3 separate regions of the Mus musculus genome follow, and regions 1 and 2 are each linked to region 3. The links are chromatin contacts, called in public HiChIP or PLAC-seq and promoter capture Hi-C maps. All regions are on one chromosome and are shown on one strand. The core of a region is the stretch at or near the end of the contact, and the rest is flanking DNA. Distances in the headings are between cores, read along the strand shown. Region 1 overlaps Pam (peptidylglycine alpha-amidating monooxygenase). Region 2 holds the start of Gin1 (gypsy retrotransposon integrase 1). Region 3 overlaps Gm29461 (predicted gene 29461).

Region 1 (4,848 bases), core at 490-2,989, 340 kb before region 3:
TTCCATTGTCCACACATGCTACATTCTCCTGGTCCACTCATTTGCTCATGTGCATAAACTGACGATTTATGCCCTTTGTAAGGGAGATTTGAGACGACCTTACATTCTCACAGTTGTAAGATATGGTACAGAGCTTCTGAGTATACGATATCCCCCTTCCTCAGTAATGGCATTTTGTAAAGCTACACAGAACATCCTGGCATTGGCAGGCCTACTGCTCATGTTTTGATTTCCCTGTCCCTTTTATATTCCTTAAAAATGTTATTGATACTTCAGGTTTTGCTGCTTGGGTGTGGAACATATGGGTACATTCCTTTTCTGACTGCTTAGCAGTAGGTAATATGAAAGATTCCTCAGCCTTCACAATTCTTACCAAAGTGCTGTCCGTTTTGCATGGAGTGAGTATTCTGACTCATCATTAATAGCTCGTAACTGCGGCGCTCGAATGGCCCATTGTGTCTCTTCACAAAGCAGCAGCATACCAGACCTCAGCACACCTAATTCTCTATCTCCCCTCTGCAGAGTAATAAGCTACACCGAGCACAGTGTATTTACCTGCAGCTGCTTTCTCTATAACGGGTTGTAGTAAATCTGTAACTTAACTGCATCTTTTCTGTTTGTTCACCACCAATCTCTGATCATGTAATATTTTTGAATACAAGTAACAAAACCAAAACTCCCTCAACTTAACTGATAAAGAGAAATAAGGATTTTTCCTCATTGTGAAGGCCATCCTTACTTTCCATCCCTAAATTTAAAAAAATATAATTATTATTTTCTGCTTTTCCCAGACCCAAGATATTGGGCTTGACTTCTGAGAATAAAAGCTGTGTCAATGAACAGAAATAAATAATTCAGACTCAGAGTCCTATGCCAGTCAGGTCAAAAGAGAATGGCGTAGCCGATGAACAGCTTGGTGAAGAACAGCCCTTTGTGAAATGCACTGTCCTGAACTGCACATAATGTAGACAATCATCTGCCAAGAAACTTGTGTTCCTGAACAGACATAACTTGTGTGGTGGCATCTACTTGTATAGTTGGGAAACATCACATAAATTCAGGGATCACTCTGGTGATCTGGTATGGTAGGAAACTATAAAATGGCAAACTGAAAGAGAATACTAACAAAAGCTAACAATACAAAGTAAATTAATCTGATCTGCATAACCATAATATGGAATGATTCAAGCCCTCAGCTTTCTCAGCTTATCAATATGTATTTCTCAATACCTTAAGATAGTATAGCAGTTGAATACTGGGTTTTTTTTGTCTGATTTTCTAGGTCCACATATATTTATGTCATTTCTGTGTAAAAATGACATCTTATATACTGAATTACTACTTTTCACAGAATTACATTTATTTTACAGATTATTGCTACAGTTGTGCTGTAGCCAAGAAGTCTCAGTGAGTATGTATGTTCTTGAATTAATTAATGAGGGAATCTCTTTATGTGCCCACCCACAAACAAAGAAAAAGGGAGTCCAAAGGAAAGAAAACAAAATTCAAATATTAGAGAAGCTACTTATATTAATATCACTTAATTATAGCTATTTACCTTTAGTTATGGGAGTGAAAAATAAGGGAAGTAAAAAGTTCTTAGGAGACAATGTAGCGTCAAAGGCATTAACCACAATTCCGTGGGCCTGACCCTTCCATTTAACATCCCTTAGCAGATGTCGGTACGTTTAACCTGGCAGCACCAAGAGACATTCGGTTACTCAAATGATTGGTTGTCTTTCCTAATCCTTCCGCTTGGGATGTCATGAGACTAACAGCTGCTCTCGGGTGTTACACAGGGCAAATAATAAAGGCACAGGCTCTGTTTCTGAAATGAGAAAACTGCACAACCCCCCCACCACCACCACACACACATAGCCAAACAAAATAGTTTATAAACTCTTTTGTAACTTAAAAAAAGGTAACCCTTGAACAGCTCACAAATGGATGTCAGATTATAGAGCTAGCTATATCGTTGCTATAGCAAACTGATTATTTAGTGTTTTAAAGCCGCTACCCCCCACTTCTGTGCTGCACAGAAGTCTTTATTTCAACCACATTTAACTTTTCACGGGGCATAATAATGCCCTGCACATTTCACACAGTGCCCGGAGCACTGACGGATTCTGTATGCTTCTCTGAAAAAGCACGCAGTTGCAAAGACTGAGCCTATGGGCGGGAATTCAGTTCTTTATTTTAACAGTGTGAATTCCCCATTAATGATTTTGCACATTAGCAGCTAATCAAACAGTTTAGATAAGCCCGAGAAGAAATACTTTTCCATATTCACACACAGACAAAGTGCCAGAAGAAGTACAAAATAAACTTAGGCGCCATCAATCAAAATTAAGGGAATGCAAAATAAGTAATAACATGAAGAAAGAAGCAGCACGCTGTGGTAATTATATAAATTAAGAAACTGGGAGAAGAACCATAAGTTTTCAATTGAACAAATAAATAAAAATGTGCCTTTACTGCTAGGGGAGCAGCTTATAAGGCCCTTTACAGTGGGAGTGTGTTTCAAATAGTATGTTAAAAACACTCTGGATGCACTCTTGGTTTGGAAAACCCCCATGATAAGGAAAAAAGGAAGACAAAGAAACCAGTGTAACCATTTGGTATTCTGACTGGCCTAGACCTGGGGCCCCCAATAAGCAGTTAAGAGAATATGGAACCAGATATTAAGAGCCCAGGGCTGTAGATCTTGTTCAGTCAATATTACTACTGGGCACAAATGATGTAACCAAATGCATATTGTTATTAGGCAACATTAGGCAATTATTAAAACTCCCACTTTGTTTTGGGCAAGGCACTGATACGCCAGCAGGTCAAATCTCTTGATAGGTATCTCAAAGCTACGAAGCAGGCACCAAGTCAAAGTCACTGTCACCGGTCTCTGTAAACATGGTTGCCTTTCTTTGAGTCTGACTTCATTAGGCTGGACAGTTTCCATGATTCCAAATACTACACAGGTGTAAAGAAGGGAGAATAGTGACCCGATGATGCAGAAGGAGTGACATGAATGTGGAAGAAGAGGGCTTTTGGGATCTGCGTGACTGTAATATGGCAGAAAGGAGGAGAATATGGAAACATTCCTTTCCTAGAACTTACCTTTCTCTCAGATGCAGGGAAATATTCAGGATGTTTGAACTGTGTTGTTTGGGTCTCAGCTAAAATATTATATGCCCCGTTACATGTACAGACACACATACACACACATACACACAGGCACACACACACACACACACACTCATACACACGTGCACGTACAGATACATACACATGCACACACATACACATACAAATATATACAGACACATGCATGAAAACACATGCAGACATGTCAAACACATTGATGACATACGCATACAACTTTAAACCCTTAAAAATCATGGCAGAGATGTTTAGTCAAGGGTTTTCTGTTGAGATATCCCGGATGCTTCTCAACCACAGTTGAGTTGAAGGAAGGTTCAGAAACAAACCTTTGGGTGTGGTAATGCCTTCTGAGGAACAAGCTGAGGAGCAGCCTTCCTGAGATAAGAGTTACCTTGCTCCTGCTGGGAGGGAGGTTTTTCAAGTCTAAAGGATGCTAGCTGCCTCAATGTTAGGGCAGATGGGAGGCTCTTTAAAGTCTCATTATTCCCTTCTGGTAACAGGCACTTCTTATTTCTGCTCTAAGAAACATTTTAAAAGTAGCCATGTTGAGGCTGGAGGAAAGTGGAAATCAAAGCAAGAAAGGAAGGTCATTTTTCTGGGTGTTGAGTGGTTTAGGGTTTTTATTAATTTCTTTTGGGTTGGCCTAGTGTTTTAGAACAGCTTAAGTCGAAGGGTTAGGGTTGAGGTGGGGTTGTCAGGGTACAGCTAGCCAGGACAACCATTGCAATACTGTTGCAATAGCTCAAAGGAGCTTGGCAATAGCTCAAAGGAGCTTGGCTGCTGAGTGTTAGAGGTTGAGAGCTGCAGGTTCTGTTGGATACATAGAAAGGATCCCTTCCTAGGAACCAAGAGATAAAACGACTTAAGTTTGATTTAGATCGAGCCTTTGCCTGTGCTGCTTAGCATTTTGTTGTGCTGAGAAACTGGATAGGAAAGATTTCAAGGAAAATGAACATAAGATTTGGCATGTGGCTTCTCGGCTGAGATCTAGTAAAGGCTTGTTCCAGTCTGTGAACAGTACAGCAACAAGAAGGCAAGCTCAAACTACCTTTAACTATAGCATCTTGTCAGCAAGCACACATTCTGGAAGAAGGCCTTACCTTTGTGCAATGAAGAAAAACTATGTTTTCGTTCTAATTTATACCAATTCATATGTACAGAGAGGGTGGTCATGCATGACCACGAAAACAACAGAAGCTAAGGTTTTTCTTTGAATAAATCCAAATCAAGAAAAAAGAGAACAAAAACAATCAAGAATCAATCAAACAAGCAAACAAACCACTTCAAAGTAATCTGTTGTTTCTGATCTTCTTCATGAATAATAGAGAAAAAATGGCCTGGAAGCTGATATCTAAGTGATACTGAAGAAGTCTTCAAAATTATGAAAGGGAAGATTAGCTATGGTAAGCAGATAATGCCAGGGAGGGAGAGAGACTGTAAATATTCTTATCTGTAAGAAAGAAAGCTTAGTAGAAAGGTAAAACATAGTGAGTCAACTTTCTTCTAAGTTTTCAACAGCAACCATTTTCCACGGCAAACACGTGCGTCTTGGTGGTGAACATGCTCCCACATGATTCTGGGTATGGAGATGACAGGGATGAGGAAAAAGCAGCTTTCCAGCGAGGACTGACACGTAAGCTGTAAAGAATGTTCTAGTGGAGAACACCCTCTCCCCCTAAGCCTGGGTTGGCT
Region 2 (5,073 bases), core at 1,229-3,728, 420 kb before region 3:
ATGGTCTTTGTGGAGACCTTTTTCAAGGCTCCAGTTTTACTTGGCTGCTCCACACCGGACGACCTACTGCCCTGGACAAACAGTCCTCTCTCTCATATGTTTACTCATTCTGGCTTGAGCTGCCTCTTCCTTAAATTAACACCCCGAATAAGCCATCAGTCCTGTATAGTATCTAGAGTTCCCTTACAAAAGTCCCCCAAGCTATCTTTCCATAGGTTCCACTAAAGTCCAGAAGTCCAGCCCCGGAATTAGTAAATTTCCACTAAAAATAAAAAAATTAAAAAGGAAACTGGAGCTCCATCAACTGCTGTTCAACCGGAATACAAACACATAACTGGTTTTCCTGAGATCCCAAAGCATTTTCTAGTGGAAACTTTATTATAAATGATAGCTAAATTCCAAGGCACTAGGAAGAAGTTACATAAAAAGTGTTAAATATTGGTTTCTTCCTGCTAGGAAAGGCAAGCTAGAATAGGTTTTTCGATTATATAAACCAAGACAGTTCCAAGTTCCATACAACTTTGGCAAATGACTGATTCCTCTCCCTCTTCAAAAGGTATACCTCTTTCTGCTGAGTCAGCATTTCTGCCTGGAATTTACCTTTCTGCTGAGTTAGCTTTTTGGTTTGGATTTTATTGCCATTTTAGAGGTAGTTCCTATTCCTGAAATAAACTGGAAGACTTCAAAGAATGCTTCCCAGACTCTTCTCATGCATCTACCAAACCCCAAACACATTTCTTAACCTTTTTGTCTCCTTGTGCTCCATACGTACCTTTCCCAATGATCTGTTTCACACCTGACAATGATGTGAGTGCTCAGGGTTTTGTTTCTAATTATCAAACATTTCAAATTATCAGAAAAACTAAATGAACTACTCTTATGCCTAGTATTAGATTCAATAGTCTATCAATTGTTAAATTTAATACCTTTATAATTACCTAAAAACTGAGATAGCAAGCATTGTACAATTATGAGCCTTCTAGTCATCAGTTTTTCCACTTGCCTTTTCAAAAAATAGCCTATGCTGCAGAAAATACATTCGACAGTCTGAAATATGTAATTCTACAGCACATACAGAATTTGCAGAAAGATCACGACTGTCATTTGTCACACACATATACACAAGCACACTATGGATGCATAACCTCTGATAGTTAGTGAAGAAACTGGAATAACAAGAGCAATGGCAGGACAATAGAATACAGATGCTGGATTCAGATCTAGTTTCTAGTAAACACTCAAAGGTTTTCCTGTGGCAAAATGTAACCAGGGTAAGTTCCACTACCTCACTAACTTTCCATTTTCCGGCTTAAAAATATAATAACCTAACAACCTTCACGAGCCTCTTGAAAGGATGAATGACAATATATGTGCAAACCATGTGGTACTGTTACACACTAATATCAGCTATCGTTATATTATTGCTCAAAAACCACGGGTTTCAGTTAGAAAAAAAAAACTGTAATAGTGAAACAAAATCCTGCCCCGGTATAGGCTAATGCTTAAGTCAGCCATGCTTCCTACTTCTGTGTCTTCCAGGACGCAAAAAGCAAAACGACCATTACCACAAACCTCAAGAATGGTAACTCTCAGGAAGTTGTCCAGAACCTCCAGGATGAGATCCAAAGGTCACTATCTACATGGGAGGACGCAACGCTGTGTAATCGATAAGGCGCGGGTGCGGCATTGACCTGCAACCTCGTCTCTTACCTTGCAACGCCGCTGTGCACACACACACAGTGCTTTTGTTCTTTGGAAGTGGGTGTGGAAAGCAAAGACAAGCAGAGCAAAGGATAGGGAATGAAACAGACACCTCTCCCCACAGAAGAAGCCAAACAACGGCGCACCCCTCGGTGAACGGAGATCCAAATACAAGTCGAACGTGGGTAGCTCCCTAACTAGCGGGACTGCAATTTCGGGCTTTTCAAACTCTAGAAATGAAAAGAGGAAGCGACTCGGGAAGCGGAGGAGAAATCAAGCCTGAAAGGGACCCTGGGGATGTTCTGTCACTCGTCCACAAGCACGCTGCCCTCCGCGACTGTCCGTGGCTCTTGCAAGACCACGTGTCCCGCATCCGCACCGTGGAGCAGAGACAAAGCAAACACCTGGAGGCGGCGGCGAGCCTCGGGCTGCCGGAGATGTCGCCTCTCCCGGTCCTCACCTGCCGTGGCTGCGGGCAGCAAGCGATCTGCGGGAGATGCTTGAGCCCATCCAGGTTTCGGTTCCTCCCCCTTTAATTGCGGGGGCGAGGGAAGGACGCTTGTGCCGAGGCGGCTCTCGGAGGCGTGGACCTGAAGCTTCCCTCGCCGGCCACCGCGGAACCGCTGGCACTGGCACACCTCAGGAGCCTCCGACACGCCTCTTCCCTGCCCGCCCTCCACAGGGCTCCCACGGAAACTGCACCGGCCGGAACAGTTTCCGGCGGACCAACGACCCGCCTGAGCCTTCCTGTTCCACAAGCGCCACCAGAACTCCGACCCCCGGCAGTTCCGCTTCCGGTAGCACCAGATAAATCGCGAGAGGAGAGTTAAAAACCTGCCGTTTGCACTTAGGACCACTTCGGTGAGTGGTCGTTCTAGTGTGTTCTGTCATACCTATTTTTCTTTATTTTTTTCTTCATTTTTTTTAAAAACGGAGACGTAGCCTTCCAGTAACTTTAAAACGGTCCCCTTCGACTGCTCTAAGGACGGGTTTGACTAGCGGAGGTTTCGCGCAGGCGCCGTTTGGGGCGGGAGGGCCTTGAACTTGCACAGCGCCGCGGATGGTGGCTGCAAAGAGGCGAGGACTGTTGGGCTCAGGGAGGTGGCGACTCGGTATAATTGAGCTGTCAACGGTCCTTTTCCTGCTTAGGCAAGGATTAGCGGGACCTAGCCCTCAGGGGTCCGTTAACGAGGTGTCAAAAAGCTTGCGGAGCTCTCCCTTGCCGGCGGCGGCGAATGCTGGACTGCCTTCAAAACTCGAGTGCAGCGGCGCTTGTCCGAAGCTGGAGGAGTTTCGTCCTGCATAGTAGTCACCATTCAGTGTGAAAACGTACACCTGTGTAAAGGAACGAGCTCAAGGGGGGTGGGGTGGGGACCTTAAAGCTCTAAAGGGAAAATACACTTTTTAAAAAAATCTCAATTTTCAAAATGGACCTGAATTTGTCCTGTGCGGCTTTATCTGTATGCATATGGAAATAAAGGGAAAAGAGGCAGGGTATGGTCTGAAGTATTGCCGCCTCAGGCTTATCCCTGCCTCCTCCCAGTTAATATATAATTGTACGGGTTCAGTTTTCAGAGATTAAAGCAGAATAATTCAAAAGTCGGAACCCTAATCCCACAATCCTGTGTTTATTAAAACATTACAACTTTTGTGTTTTGAAGTTAGAATACAAACTTACTGTGTAACCTTTCATTGGCTTTAATAGTAGCTTCATGCTAAAAATAAAAAGAATAGTTAATTGTTTTCATTGGTTACGCAAGACAAAATTATAGATGTTAAGCAATAAGTATTGGTAAAAATATTTGTTGTTCTTAACGTTGTACGAGGAACATGCTGTAAAGACCTAATCAAATATCCTGATGAAATTGCAACACTTTGGTGCTCAGCTTTTAACGGAATGCATATGCCCAGCTGCCTCACCCGAGCTGACCGGCCTCCCTATCATGGGACACAGGGCTGTCCAACTGTGACTCAGAATAAACCATTCTCCTTGGTGCCTTTCCTGCTCATTTTATAGTAACAGTGACACGGTAGCTAATGTGGGCAGCTCTCACAATTGAGAGGCTTCTGTACAGCAAAGGAAACATTTGAGTGAAAAGATACCCTGCATAGTAGGGAAAAACCATTCCCACTAGTAGAAGACTGCTGCCTGGAATGTGCAGAGAAATCAAAATACTAAGGAAAAAATACAGAATCCAGTTTTATAAGTGGGTAAAGGACTGAGTGAAAAATTCTCAAAAGAGAAATACATGTCATCGAAACTATGTTTTAAAACTGTTAAACATCTTTATCCACTAGGTAAATGCAGATTAAGACAAATTTGAAATTTCATCTTAGGCCATTAAGGTCACCATCCTTAAGAGGTCAAATAACAAAATGACAAAAGCATGCAGAGGTGGGAGGAAGGGAGCTCTTATTCAGTTCTGGTGGGGTATGAACGGGTGCGGCACTACATGGGAGTAAGCTCGGGGCCTCTCACAAACTAAAACTAGAACTTCCACGTGACCCAACTCTCCGGCTTCTGGGCATATCCCAGGGTATGTGAATATTTTCACAGAGACATTTACATACCTTTGCTTACTGCTCTTGTATTCACATTAGCAAGGAAATGAGATCACTCCAGATGTCCATCACAGAATGTCTGTAGAATACATGTGCTATGGACTGGTACTCAGCCTTAGAGGGAAATGACATTAATAAACATTTCAAAAGCAAACCAAAAGGAATGACACTGGAAAATACTGTCCTAAGTAAGTTAGCTCAGGCTGAAAAAGATACCTATGTTCTCCCGTGTTCTGACGTATTCTTCTTAGATCTAATCTTAAGACATAAATGTGTTAATTTAGGGGTGGTTATGTGTAGGGGCCAGGAATGGAGAAGAGAGTCCATGATGGGGCGGGGGGACCAGTTCTGAGGGAGGTAACGGAGACCAATTGAACACATATGATATGAACATGCAATAGAGAATACAGAGAGGGCGAAAATGTGAAAGGAAAAGGGAGAGAGGAGTGAGTGAACGGTGGGGCCAACAGGAAATAAGTATGAATTCCATACAGAATCCTACTGCTTTTTACGCTATTGTAATATCATAATAACATAATAACGATATAATATTTTAGATTGTAATAAAGAACTTATCCAATAGGGAGTTCTTCAGTGACAGGGTCTTAAGTGGGACGACCAGAGGATGAGAAGACAAAGAAGAAAGTAAAACCAGGATCAGGGATCTTGCCAAAGCTGATGGCTTATGTCAAGCAAGTTTATTAAGAAGTACAGCATTGTAAAAAGAAGTTTGAGGGAGAAGTGGGACCATGTCAGTGGAAGGCACTGTCACATAGTGAGACAAAGACAGCAGAAATGTTGCTAATCAAG
Region 3 (5,020 bases), core at 672-3,171:
GAGACAATGATATACTAAAAAAGTATGAGTAATGGATATTTTTAGAAAACCAGATTCATCCCTATGAACCCCGGTGATGGTTGGTCTTAATGTTAATTTGTCAGGAATTACAATCATGTGAGTAGGGAGTTTCACCTGAAGGATTGCCCTGATTTTCTCAGTGGGTGAGAAAAAACCTACTCCAGTGTGAATGGTTCCTTCTGGGAGCCGCCTAGATAAACAGAGAGCCTGGCACTGGGAACATTGTTCTCCTTTGTCCATACCTTCAGACACCAAGTGGGTTTCCCATTGCAGCCATGGCTGATGTCTCCAGGGATCGCAGAACCAGCATTTCCAGGCTTCATCACTGACCAAGGACTAGCCATTCTCCGGGAACGTTTAAGGTTTGCAGCTCCAGGTTAGGATTGCTGTGGCACCAGCCTCTGGGACTGAGTGCTGGGTTGTGGGCTTCTGGTGTGAGACCATGAGTGTGGGATTCACTCCAATTGCAGGTGTACCAGCCTTCAGTACTGAGTCACTGTGGGCTTCTCTGCTTCTAAGCTGATTTAAGGCATTCTTTTTACTATTCAGCTATAGGTTCTGCTGCTCTGGAGAACACTGACCTACTCAAACACTAATGACTTTAACATGTTAACATTTTTATTTGTTTATAAGAGGAACATGTGTGTGTTCACTACACCCCAAGGTTTTGAAAAAAAACTTGTCATACTGTGTATAGCCGTGTGATGAGATATTTTTGAGAAGGGAGGACTAGAGAAAGGTTTCACTTTGTTGCATAGGCTGGCCTTGAACTTGGGGTTATCCTTCTGCTACAACTTTTCAAGTACTAGGCTTAAAGGCAGAATCCACAAAACTCAGCATAAAGAAGATCCAGAGAAGATAGTCTATTCTGATGAAATGTAAGGGTGCCTTAAAGATGATGATTCATGACTTTAGAATAGCCATAAATCTTTGAGGAATGAGCAAACCAAAATTAGGAACATATGTCCCCTCTGCTCTTGGAATGGCACTTCCACGAGAGTCACCAGGAGTTAAATGGAATGATGACAAGCCACATATGGCACCAGATCTGTGCTAGATTAATAACAGTATGAGAACACAGTTAAACAGTGATAATCCCCTTGTTATCCAGTGTCTTTTCCCTTTCCAACAACCTCACAGTACATCGTTAAACACGCAAAAGACACTTGTTAATGGGGACAGCTGACACGCGAGGAGAAGCCATGTGGCCTATCTTTTGAAACAAGCTGAAGAGGCTGATTCTTCATTCACAGGACTGCAGAGGAGTCATTTGGAGATCAAAAAATGAGGCTAACCCTGACTAGCTTGAGGCGCTCCATCTGGCTCTGCCCCATGCTGTTGCCATAGCCACCCATCTCCTAGCAACAATGAATAGCATTTTCATGTCTCTACAGTGACAAAGCATGAGAGTGAAAAACATAAGTATGGCCACAATACACTAATAATCTTAGAGGTTATCTCATAAATTAAGTTCAATCTGAGGATCTGCATGAATATTTGATTTGGTGATTGTATTTTTCCTATGGTAGTCTTTTGTCTTGGTTTAAAATAAAGCAGCCTGACAGCCTGCTATTAAATATAAGATGACAAATACCATTACAAAGGGCACAATAAAGCTAAACTTTATTTTAAATCACACAGAAAAACAATCATCTTTTTAAATAACTGCCCATCAACATCTAGAACTCCGGGGACAAATGCCAGGGTGGGAAAACTCAGCCTTGGACTTAGAAGGAATATTCTGTCTTGACACATCCAGGCTCAGACAAGCCACCAGGAGCCTTTGCATCGAGCAAGGAGTCTCAGCTGAGGTAACTAATCAAAAACAGTAAAGAAGCTGAATAAAGAGAGAAGGAAAGGCCGTCTGCATCATGCTTGTCCTTGTGACAAAGTGAAAACCCGCATGACTCATCTAAGAGGATGCGGAGCTGTTTATTTCTAAAGGTTTGTGCCATACTTGAAGCATGCTTTATTTGAATATTCTGCCAGGAGAATTCCATTGGGATGGCGCCCATTGTTTCTTTTTTAATGAATAGTAACTCTCAACCAGAGAATGCTTTTACCAACCCTCTGGTCCCCACCTGAGAATGCAGAATTTTAGACAGCCACAGAGATGGAGATAGTGAAGTTTGAGGAAATTCTCATTTAAAAACATTTTTTTTTTCACCGTTTTTGTCAGCTACAGCTCATGACCCATCTCTTGTTTAGAAATAAGAATCTGTCACAGTTTGAATATTGCTTTCGTGATTTTTTTTTTTTTTCTATGAGAGCCTGGGCATTTGGTAAATGTCAGTGAAAGATGCAGGCAGTGAGAAGCCGCTTTAGGAATCCTACTGAGAGATTTCTCTGGAGGGGAAACAGCATCTAAACAATGAGGTCTGCAGAGTGGAATAAACAATCCAACACTTCTGCAGGCCATTATCATGTGTTTACACATTGCATGCGGAGTTGAGTTTAGCTGTGCTAACAGCTTTGTGAGAAGAAAATCCCCCCAAAATTAAATAATCAAAAGAGATAGGTGAATGCTGATTTTATGAAATAAACAGTGATTGAGGAGAGAAGAAAAACCAGCAGGACTCAGCAGGAAGCAAATTAATTCTTGCTGGAGATTTACTCTTCTCAAGAACTTAAATTGCCCATTTCCTAATCAGTACAGTTCTTGTATGTTGTTTCTTTTTCAGTCTTCCTAAATTTATTTCATGTTAGTGCTCTTTAATTTTTCACTCTATTGTTTTCTAAATTATAGTGTGAAACTCCAGTTCCTTGAGAGCCTCTGTGAAGTTCTGATCTCAGTTATTTACCATGCCTCTAATTTGATAACAGTAAAATTATTTTCCAATGATTACATTTATCTGTTTCATTTGCCCCTGCTTCAGAGAATGATGTAAGAGGAATACCTAATGTGCTTTCTTTTTTTCCCTGTGTCATTGGAATGATCCGTGACCCAGGCAATCCCATGTATTCATAATACTACTGTGTAAAAACTGAAGCAAAACTGTCTTAGTGTCCTTCCATGGGGAATGGCTGCTCAGTTACTGGCTCTTTCCATGTGCTCATGCTGTCGCAAGCAGGAAAAAGCACAAAATGTTGTTCTCCCAGCTAATTCTGCACACAGAGAAAGATGTCAACACACATTAAAACTGCAACCACATTTGAGAAGGCTCGCAGAACTCTGCAAATGCCATCGTTGTTTGCAGAGCTCGAGCTGCAGAGATGTCGTATGCTTTTCAATCTGCTTTTTACTCTTCTGCCGTCTTAAAATAAACCGTGTAATTCTGGCTCTTGGCTTTTGGATGTGAGTTATGCCATCAATCTGTTGTGATTCATTCACTACGTTATTTTAGGTCTGAATAGTTTGTCCTTTCTATAATAATCACTGTAGTGTTGCTTTTGCCTAGAGGAAGCTATGGTGTCTTTGGGACAAGCAGACAAGCAGAAAAGTGAGTGCAACAATGTGGTGTAAGCACTGGACATAAAAGCTTCCCTCCCACAGGTCTGTTGGCAGGTGGGAAAGTCTGAGTGGCACCTATATATTAACTCTGATACCAAATGATGAGTCCAGCCCTCCAAGTATGAGGAACTCCAAGTACTGAGTTCAGCACTCAGCTGAGTAGTGCCCTGTACTCTAGAAGAGATGTGTGAAATTCATCTTTGAGCCGATTAGCACATTCTACCAGTCTCCCTCTGCAAAGTCTATCTGCATTAAGGATCTTGAAGAAAGGGGAGAGTGTGACACATCTTTCAAGCATTAATCACCACTTCTTGTAACTATCAGAAGACAAAAGGGCTCTGCTGAATATCGAGAGAGCTGAATTAGTGCCAACTGTACAAATTACCAAAGGCGATGGAGAGAAGCCTTTGGCTTTTAATGGAAATTGAATCTTTTACAGCTAGCATGTTTTGAAGATGTCTTAATAATGGAAAAGATCAGAGGCATTCTTACAGGATGAGATGACGGTGACACAAAAGCCCTGAGACAGAATGAACATGACAGGACATTAGTCTTTGCAATGTCAGATCTTGCTGCTCCCAAGATCACCTGGCATTGAATTTGAAAAAGGTCAAATAGAGTAAAACAGTTTCAAAATAAGAATGGAGCCAGATCCTTTCAGGGTTGGATACAGGGCTGGTGAGATAACCATATCTGGCGTCTATAGTACATTATGAAATCCTATTCAGATTAGGATGTAATAGGGGAAGGACAGAATGTGTCTCAACATCTAACACGTATCTTTAATAAATATAGTATGGGAACTCCCATTTTTCTTTGTTTAATACATAATTAATTTATTTGTTTCTCTTCTCTATAATTGTCTAAAGTAGAGGTTTCAAGTAGGCACAAGTCTTGTATCTAAGTGGGATTAAGACATTGGGCCACTCTGTCTTGTTCTACCATCAGAAAGGACACCAAAGCTTTATTATTATTATTAATTATTATTATTATTATAAAGGTAACAGAGAATAGGCAGCTACTTCTTAGTGTAAGTAGCCCTACAATAACTTAATACTATACAAAGTAGGACATGCAGCTAGCTATCTAGAAAATGTGTTTTTGAATATTTGGACAGGGCAACAAATTATTAATTAGTCAATTCTAGAAATTAGAACCCTAGTCTTTTAAAGAGAGGCAAGAGACTCTCTTAAAAAGACTGTAAGATTCATTTTTTTTCATAATAGCTAGGAAATGGAAGCAGCCTAAATGTTCTCCAACTGATGAATGGATACTAAAAATGTGGCATGCATTTACTATTTAGCTATAAAAAAATGAAATCACAAAATAGGAAGGTAAATGGATGGAACTGGAAATGATCATATTGAATGAGGTAACCCAGACCTTGAAAGACAAATATCACATCTCATCTCTCATTTGGAGCTCAGAGTCTTTAAATAGGAATACTTACCTAGAGTAACTGAAGAAACCAGGAAAGTAAGAAGGGACCCTTGTGAATATGGGAGCAGGGGAGGGAAAGGTTGAATAGAGAGGGAGATAGTGGGGTTC

The links. Promoter capture Hi-C pulls out the DNA fragments that hold promoters and counts their contacts. HiChIP or PLAC-seq counts read pairs in DNA pulled down with a chosen protein or histone mark.
Region 1: a contact with region 3 is called in an H3K4me3 HiChIP or PLAC-seq map of embryonic basal ganglia, with 3 times the contacts expected there. The contact joins two enhancer-like sites. A contact is called at or near these places in 2 of 484 Hi-C or Micro-C datasets (bone marrow-derived macrophages and nephron progenitors), 1 of 115 datasets of contacts at active chromatin or transcription factors (embryonic basal ganglia) and 2 of 9 other capture datasets (adipose tissue and liver).
Region 2: a promoter capture Hi-C map of hippocampal neurons shows a contact between it and region 3, with 3 times the contacts expected there. The contact joins the promoter of Gin1 here to the enhancer-like site in region 3. A contact is called at or near these places in 4 of 39 promoter capture datasets (the 3T3-L1 cell line, cranial neural crest, hippocampal neurons and 1 more), 2 of 115 datasets of contacts at active chromatin or transcription factors (astrocytes and stem cell-derived neural progenitor cells) and 1 of 9 other capture datasets (adipose tissue).

What each region holds. Positions count from the first base shown.
Region 1 is chr1:97,846,977-97,851,824 of GRCm38.p6, forward strand. All of the region lies in intron 16 of Pam (peptidylglycine alpha-amidating monooxygenase), which reads right to left. Among named protein-coding and RNA genes, the nearest start is that of Gm31771, 62 kb to the right of the region's middle. Within about 2 kb of position 1,740, at least 15 of the 459 cell types and tissues checked have an H3K27ac peak or open chromatin away from gene starts, as enhancers often do. A contact at or near this core is called in embryonic basal ganglia, where this site is marked.
Region 2 is chr1:97,767,694-97,772,766 of GRCm38.p6, forward strand. It overlaps Gin1 (gypsy retrotransposon integrase 1), which reads left to right and starts at 2,479. Exons shown (of 8, transcript NM_026250.3): 1 at 2,479-2,562. Ppip5k2 (diphosphoinositol pentakisphosphate kinase 2) reads right to left here and starts at 2,399. Exons shown (of 28, transcript NM_173760.5): 1 at 2,162-2,399.
Region 3 is chr1:98,189,045-98,194,064 of GRCm38.p6, forward strand. It overlaps Gm29461 (predicted gene 29461), which reads left to right. Exons shown (of 4, transcript NR_151613.1): 4 at 1-1,654. Among named protein-coding and RNA genes, the nearest start is that of Gm29461, 18 kb to the left of the region's middle. Within about 2 kb of position 1,922, at least 82 of the 459 cell types and tissues checked have an H3K27ac peak or open chromatin away from gene starts, as enhancers often do. A contact at or near this core is called in embryonic basal ganglia, hippocampal neurons and stem cell-derived neural progenitor cells, where this site is marked.